Regions from separate parts of the Macaca mulatta genome. Here region 1 is linked to region 2. A link is a contact called in public Hi-C data. All regions are on one chromosome and are shown on one strand. The core of a region is the stretch at or near the end of the contact, and the rest is flanking DNA. Distances in the headings are between cores, read along the strand shown.

Evidence for each region. Hi-C and Micro-C count contacts between places; a contact is called where the count stands out from the background.
Region 1: a Hi-C map of CD4 T cells shows a contact between it and region 2, with 3 times the contacts expected there. The contact joins the promoter of CLPX here to the promoter of PDCD7 in region 2. A contact is called at or near these places in 4 of 14 Hi-C or Micro-C datasets (CD4 T cells, cortical neurons, fetal cortex germinal zone and 1 more).

Annotation. Positions count from the first base shown.
Region 1 is chr7:42,597,949-42,602,389 of T2T-MMU8v2.0, forward strand. CLPX (caseinolytic mitochondrial matrix peptidase chaperone subunit X) reads right to left here and starts at 2,275. Exons shown (of 14, transcript NM_001260887.1): 1 at 2,131-2,275. The coding sequence starts at 2,209. It overlaps LOC106999218 (a long non-coding RNA gene), which reads left to right and starts at 2,648. Exons shown (of 3, transcript XR_001445945.3): 1 at 2,648-2,786; 2 at 3,639-3,740.
Region 2 is chr7:42,547,656-42,551,546 of T2T-MMU8v2.0, forward strand. PDCD7 (programmed cell death 7) reads right to left here and starts at 2,442. Exons shown (of 5, transcript XM_015142475.3): 1 at 1,537-2,442. The coding sequence starts at 2,415.

The DNA.
Region 1 (4,441 bases), core at 1,025-3,524, 50 kb after region 2:
AACTGTTTTTAAAAAGAAATACTAGTCCAGGTGCAGTGGCTCACGCCTGTAATCCCAGCACTTTGGGAGGCCGAGGCAGGTGGATCACCTGCGGTCCAGGAGTTGGAGATCAGCCTGACAAACATGGCAAAACCCCGTCTCTACTAAAAATATAAAAATTAGTTGGGCGTGGTAGTGCACGCCTGTAATCCCAGCTTACTCGGGAGGCTGAGGCAGGAGAACCACTTGAACCCAGGAGGCGAGGGTTGTAGTGAGCCCAGATCACGCTACTGCACTCCAGCCTGGGTAACAGAGCAGATTCCATCAAGACAGACAGAGGCCAGGGGCGGTGGCTCACGCCTGTAATCCCAGCACTTTGGGAGGCAGAGGCGGGCAGATCACAAGGTCAGGAGATCGAGACCATCCTGGCTAACACGGTGAAACCCCGTCTCTACTAAAAATACAAAAAATTAGCCGGACGTGGTGGCCGGCGCCTGTAGTCCCAGCTACTCGGGAGGCTGAGGCAGGAGAATGGCGTGAACCCGGGAGGTGGAGCTTGCAGTGAGCCAAGATTGCGCCACTGCACTCCAGCCTGGGCGACAGAGCGAGACTCTGTCTCAAAAAAAAAAAAAAAAAGAAGACGAAAAGAAAGGAAAGAAAGACAGGAAGGAGGGAAGGAAAAGAAAAGAAGAAAAGAAAGAAACCAGTCGTTTTGAAAATAAAAAAAAATAACTGCTTATCTCCTATGATTCAAAAGTGTTCACGGACTCTTGGCTAGAACAGATCAAGAACACTTTCAAAGAAGCCGTCCCTGCCCAAAGAGAACACACACATACTTCATCCAACCACTGTAAACTGTATTATTGTCTACTCCACTAGATTTAAACATGAGGGTGAGGACTTATTCTCCACTCTTACCTCCAGCACTAAAAGACCTGGCACATAGTGGGCCCTCGACAAATATTAATGTATGTCACATAAATGGATTAAAAAAACACTTTAAAGTGTTTGCAAATCGAATTCCTGGAATTGGGACATCTACTGGTTGAGGCTTAACAATGATTTAGGATTAAATTCACTCTCTTACATTTATGTATCATTTTACAAAATGCTTCTGCCCACATTACCTCATTCAATCCCTCCTTGTGTAGTAAAGAAACTAGAAGATACATTTAGTAAACAATAGGGATTTTATAATTGGTTTAAAAGTTAGATAAAAGGGACCTTTTTAAAAATCCATCCAAGGGTCATGAACCGGTAAGTCCAAATAAAAAGAATTTGTCTAGAAGTCAGTGATTATAACAGGATCTAGCCTCGTGATCTGACATCCATAGATTTGAGGAAGAGAAAAAAAGTTTATTTTCCAGACTCTCTTGGCTGGGGCGCCATTCTTTCACAGCTTCAGATAAACAGAAAGGAAAGGTAAACAACATGCGCCACTCTTAGGAAACAACCTCCCGGTCAAGTTGGGAAAGCCAGCAAAGGACTGCTGAAACACCCAAGGACTTCCGAACCAACTCCTGCGGGACCTCTCCCCATCTCCCCCGCCGCTGTCCTGCGTGCCCCGGGGCTTGCCTGACGCCGGGAAATATTGTGAACCTTGTTTATGTCCCAGTGTCTGGGCCGCACAGTGATAGTAACATCTCTGGTATCGCGCGGCTTGCGTCCGGGACGGTCAGCTGGGTGCCCTGAGTCCTAGGGGACCCTAGCAGGGACAGCCCCTCCTGGAGCCCCCAACGGGCCCGAGAGGGATCCCGGCCAGGCTGCGGAAGAAGAGCCGCGGCCGGGGCAGGCGGCGGTCCCCGGCAGGGCTGAGTGGGATCTGGAGGCATTTTTTAATAAGAGGAACATTTTGTGCCTCTTTCAGGGTTTCTACGAAGTGGCCGCATTCCGGCCCCAAAGTCAGCGGGCCTGAAAGCGCGCAAGAAGACGCGTGGGAAGGAGTTTACTTCCAATTTGAGCAACGGCTGCTCCAGAGGTCGGCAGAGCCCCATTCCACGGGGAAAGCAGTGGGTGCCGGGCGAAGTGCCGCCCATTCCCTCACACTCCCCGGGTGCAGCAGGCCTCGTGCCCTCCCCAGGACCCCTACCCACCAGCCAGTCCACCCCCTCCCCCTTGGCTGAGAGCTCAGGAGTGGCACTATTTCGTTACCTCTCTGCGCGGAGGCGAGTGAGGACGTGATGAGCCGGGCGGCAGCTGCGCCGCAAGTACAAGCACCGCAGCTGGGCATTTCCGCGAGGCCTAGGCCGGGGCTTCGCCCCCTGAGGACCTCCGGGTCTCAGCTGCGCGAATCCTGCTCGCAAGGCGCGCTGACTCGGTTCCGAACCCTTCCGCGGGCCCTAGACCCCGTGCAGAGTTCACCTGCCCGACTGCCAGGCCTTCGCGCTTCTGTGCCCCACAGCCGTCTACTCACCAGACTAGACACCCAACCCCCCTTCCCTTCCCCTCCTTCTCCCCCCACCCCCAGCCTACCGGGCCCGCGGAGCTTGCGCGCGCCTGCGCCGTAGGCCCGGGGAGGGGGCGGAGGGCGTGGGTACGCGCCGCGTATGCGCGCTGGAGAAGCTACGTGAGGCGAAGGCGAGGGGGCGGTACCGTGGGCGCGCCAATTAGTGCCCTACGGCAAGCGCCTAGACCCAACGGCGGCGACTACAGGTCCCGACGCGCATTGTTGCCAAAAGCCCTTTTATCCTAAAGTTGAACGGTTTTGAGATAGACGCGGAGAGATGCATGCCGGGACTTGTAGTCCCTAGTCGTCATAGTCAAGCTCTTCTTCCGGTCACTTTCGGTGGGCGGCAGGGAAGGTCAAGGTGAGGATGGTAGCTTAACCATCCACGGGGGAAGTCTCTAAAGTACCTTGGTAGCCGCTAGATGCTTCAGATTGACTAAGTTTCTTCCCCCGGGATTCCACATCCTGTGTTCCTCGTCTTATCATTCTCCTTAGTTTCATCACTTGTAAGGTGGAGGTGGTATTGTCAGTTAGTTACCTAAGCAACAACTGTTAGGTGGTAACAGCTCCCTCTCCTTGTTCTTTCAGGCCTCGTGGTGATAAAGCTTCCAGCTGTTGGTAGTCCATGGGTGTTTTACAGTCTTGAGGGTTGTCTCCCTCCCTGCCTCCCTCCCTCCCTCCTTATTTAGTAAAGATGAGGTCTCCCTATGTTGCCCAGGCTGGTCTCGAACTCCTGGGCTCAAGTCATCCTCTCCCATTGCCCTCCCAAAGTGCTGGGATTACAGACGTAAACCACCACGCCCGACTGATTTTCTTAAACCTGAACACACGCTAGTAAATACTCCCTTCATTAAACCCTTTTCTGTTAGGCTTTGTGTAGGGGACTATGTGCAAACCAGACGTTGCCAATAAGTCCTGCTCTTGCAAACGAAGCAGGGTGTTCCTGCTAAGTCCTGCTCTTGCAAATGAAGCAGGGCGTTCCTTCCCTGTAAACAGGGAGGACAAAGGAGCCAGCTGCAAACAGCAGACCCTGGGGGCTTGTTTATGTGTAAACATCTTGAAAATCCAGAAAGTCTGGGAAAGGTCAGAAAAACAACAATGTGTCTTGTAACTTGGCAACATTCCACAAACGACTGTATAAAATAAAGCAGAGTGCGCCATTCGAGGCGGCCGCCATGTTTGTCTTGTCTTGTGTCTTGGTTCCTTTGTTTAGGAAACACGCGGACCCCAACACTTTGTTGGAGCCCTCTTGCAGGGCTTGCTTCTGCACAGCTAAACAGATGGACCAGCTGCACAGGATGGAGGTTGGTGACAAGTGAGTCACGCCCTTGTCCCATCTGGGTTGGTGCCAGACTGAGTATTTACATTGTGTATGAGATTCTTATTAACTCTGAACCCCAGAGAAATTGCCAAGTGAGCTTAGGTGCCTTTATTGCTGAGCTTTGCGGGTGGGGATGGGGAGGCAGCAAAGGGAGAGGCAAGACCAGGTCACACAAGTCAGTGAGCCCTCATCAATCTCCATCCAGTCCAGAGAAATGTGGCTTCTAGGTCCCTGTGTCTAGCTGTGAGAAGGGTCATTGGCCTTGGCCCAGGCCACAATTTTTTCTCTCTCTTTGGATAGGTGACTCCTGGTACTCCCTCAGCATAGTGAGGGAGTACCACTATGGTCTTGAGCCACCATAGTTGCAGAGACTAGAAGAGAGCCCACGTCTTCCCTCACCAAGACTTTGGTCTTCCTCCCCTGAGTCCATTAATAGAATTCCGAGAGAGGAGAGTCTCCAGTATTCCCTCAATCCAGTGTTTCAAACTATATTCGCAAAATTTCTCAGAAGCTATAGCTTTGTAGTAGAGGTGAAGGAACCAAGTAGATGGACCTTCCCTGCCAACTCCACCATGCCACCCCAAAATCAACCAGAGCAGCTCTGCCTTGAACTATTTAATTACTGGGGGTTTTTTTGAAAACAGTTCTGCATTAAGACAATGTATGAAATTCATTGAGTCAAGGACAAACCTTTC
Region 2 (3,891 bases), core at 1,192-3,691:
TAGTCGCAGGAAACAAGCTCAGGGCTCCCACTGTTTCTACATTATGGTGAGTTGTATAATTATTTCATTATGTATTACAATGTAATAATAATAGAAATAATGAGGAGGAGGGAAGGGAAACCCAGAGGCACTCAAAGGTAATGAAAATGCCTTAGACTGCCGGGTGTAGTGGCTCATGCCTATAATCCCAGCACTCTGGGAGGCAGAGGCAGGTGGATCACCTGAGGTCAGGAGTTCAAGACCAGTCTGACCAACATGGAGAAACCCTGTCTCTACTAAAAATATACAATTAGCTGGGGTGTAGTGGCGCATGCCTGTAAGTCTAGCTACTCAGGAGGCTGAAGCAGGAGAATTGCTTGAACACGGGAGGTGGAGGTTGTGGTTAGCCTAGATTGTGCCATTGCACTCCAGCCTGGGCAACAAGAGCAAAACTCCGTCTCAAAAAAATAAAAAAAGAAAAAATTTAAAAAAAGAAAATGCCTTAGAGAACTATCTGAACAATTTTCAGTTTTACCCTGGCCCTAAAGAGGCTGAGATCAACACGCTTTGGAATTAGACAACTTGGGATCAAATATGGGAAACTGCCACAAACTGGTTGTGTGACCGCTGGCAAGTTAACCTCTCTATGCCTCAACTTCCTAACCTGTAAAATTAGCATAATACTTCCTACTTCTCAAGGCTGTTATAAAGATTCAAGATCTGGTATATGTAACGACCTTAGCACAGCTCCTAGTATATATAGTAAATGCTCCGAAACACTATTGCTGAACCTGGGGATACATGGTTTGAAACTTGTAAAAAAGGAATCCTCGGGGAATCACTATTGCCCCATCAGCTAATTAGAGTATATATATATTCCTTGAGGTAGGGTCCCAAAGCTCTCTTTTTATTTATTTTTTTTGAGACAGTCTTGCTCTGTCGCCCAGGCTGGAGTGCAGTGGTGTGATCTCAGCTTACTGCAATCTCCACCTCCCGAGTTCAAGCGATTCTCCTGTCTCGGCCTCCCGAGTAGCTGGGATTTCAGGCGCCCGCTACCAGGCATGGCTAATTTTTATATTTTTAGTAGAGACGGGGTTTCACCATCTTGGCCAGGCTGGCCTTGAACTCCTGACCTCGTGATCCACCCGCCTCAGCCTCCCAAAGTGCTGGGATTACAGGCGTGGGCCACCGCGCCCGGCCTATATTTTGTGTTCTTAAAATCACCTAGGGCAGCACAAGACACAAGGAACTAGACACTTACTGGTTTTGAAAGTAAGTGGACAATGTTGGAGCAGGATAGAGGAGACCCGTCATTCGTGCAATGCCACTGTGTAATCCTATACTTTGTGTTTACAGGACTTTACAGTGCACCTGAACTTTTGTGTACATCATTAACACAAAATTAACATGGTGGTATGAGGTGGGAAGGTTAGCTGTCGCTTCATTTTGCGCGTAAGGACAGAGCCTTAGCCCTGGGAAATGGAAGTTTAAAGCCTCCTGGTGCTCCAGGTTCCAACCACCACCACTCCCACCCCCATGCGCGGCCGCTGCTCTCACCCGCTTCTTCTCCTCCACCTCCTGCACACACTTCACCCTCCAGCGGTCAATCTCCTGCTCGCGTTCCACTGCCCGCGCGGCCTCTGCCTCCCGCTCGGCCTCGCGTTCCCGGGCCCTCTCGCGAAGCCGCAGCCGGCGGCGCCGGACCCTCTCCAGCCTCCTCCGCGCCTCGCCCACATAGGCAGCCTGGGTCAACGGCTGTAGCCGCTCGGCCAGTTCCGCGCGCAGCGGCCCCACCTGGGAATACAACAAGGCCCAGGCCGCGCCGTCGGCTTCGGCCTCGCGCAGGGCCTGGCTCAGGCCGCGCAGCCGTCGCACCAGGCGCAGAGCCCCGCGCAATCGCGCTCGCACTTCGCCAAGGCTGGGCCCAGCGTGCGTGCGCTGGGGCACCGGACAGCCAGCCCGCCGCGGGGTCCCGAACACCGCCTCCAGCCACTGCCGGTCGCGCAGGCGCTGGAGGGCCGCATCCCCGAGCACGTCGGCCGGCGGCGGCGGCGCCTCAGGCCAGCGCGAGCTCCAAGGCGGCCCCGGGCCGGGAGGCGGCGGCCGCGGTCGCTCGCCGGCGTCGGTCCCCGGGAAGGGCCGGCACTGGGGCGGCGGAGGAGGCAGCGGCGGTGGTGGCACCGGGTAGAAGGCGCCAGCGCCGCCGCCGCCGCCGCCGCCGCGGGAGGCTTCCGCGGAGGCTCGGGGCTGCAGAGCCAGCGGAGGCTGAAGGAAGGGGGCGGAGGTCCCCGGAAAAGGGCCGGGCCGCTGGGGGAGAGGAGGCGGGAAAGCCGGGGAGGGCAGCGGCGGTGGCGGACAGCCGAAAGGAGCAGGAGGCGGCGGCTGCGGGGGCGGTGGGCCTGGGCGACCCTGGCCGAAAAAGGGTGGCAGAGCCATGTCTTCGACGGAGATGCTTTGAGAAGTGACAGGAATCTGAGTGGTTCCTCATGAGAACCTTCCGGCGGAAGTGACGTTGTTGCGACGCGCGGCGTCTGTAGACTTGTCCCTCCGGAAGGCTTCTTGCGTAAGTGGGCAGTGGTTAAACATTCGGTCGTTCAGTTCATAAATACTGTTCTTACTGAGGATCGTAGGTGCAGAGCTACCCGCTGCGCATACACTGAGACTGAGAGATACAGATCTTCTCTTCATGGAACTACCTGCCTAGTATAACATACTAATCAATCATGGTGAGTATCTTCGAGAAGTTGGAGGTTATCCTGAGGAACTGCAGCTGCAGCTGAGATCTGGAAGATAAATAGTTAAATAGAAAAAGAGAGGGAAGCACAGTGCAGATGGGAACATGTGCAAAGGCCATAGTAGATAGTAGATTTTTCTTAGAAAAATGAACTATTTTTACCTTTCTCGTTTCCCCCCACCTCCGACTTAGCTCTTTAGGAATGCAATTATAGGGTGGGCGCTGTGGCTCACGCCTGTAATCCCAGCACTTTGGGAGGCCAAGGCAGGCAGGATCGCTTGAGAACTGGAGTTTGAGACCAGTCTGGGCAACATAGTGAAACCCTGGCTCTACTAAAAATATTAAAAAGTAGCCGGGCATGGTAGCGTGCGCCTGTAGTCCCAGCCACTGGGGAGGCAGAGGTGGGAGGATCACCTGAGCCCTGGGAGGTAAAGACTGCAATGAGCCACGATAGCGCCACTGCACTCCACCCTGGGCGACAGAGTGACACCTGTCTCAAAAAAAAAAAAAAGGAATCCAATTAACCTTCACCTTCTCTGCACCACAACTGTCTACACTGTAAGCTTATCTAATGTGTTTGCTTATTAGTTCCAAGGACTGAAGCTTAAACCAGGCACCTCTGGAACTTTCCCATACCAGGGGATTGCCTGGGGACAATTGTCAATTTACAACCTAGCTCTGTCCCCCTCCCCCCCCACCCCTGCCTTCGCCCCAGGCTCCATAGCGCCAACCAGATCACCAATAGATACATAGGAGCAAGTCCCATAGTCCTAGCACCTCCTTGGTTTCCCCTCCCACCCCCCCGCCAACCCCCTTACATGCCATCCAGGTCAACCAAGTCCTGCGCCCCCCCACCCTCTTTTTTGAGACAGAGTCCCTCTGCCACCCAGGCTGGAGTGCAATGATGCGATCTTCACCCACTGCAACCACTGCATCATGACTTCAAGTTATTCTTGGTGCCTCAGCCTCCCTAGTTGCTGGGATTACAGGCCCCCGCTGCCACTCCCGACTAATTTTTGTATTTTTAGTGGTTTTGTATTTTTAGTAGAGATGGGGCTTCGCAGTGTTGGCCAGGCTGGTCTCGAACTCCTGGCCTCAGGTGATCTGCCCACCTCGGCCCCCCAAAGTGCTGGGGTTACAGGTGTGAGCCACTGCGCCTGGCCCTAAGTCCCCTTTTA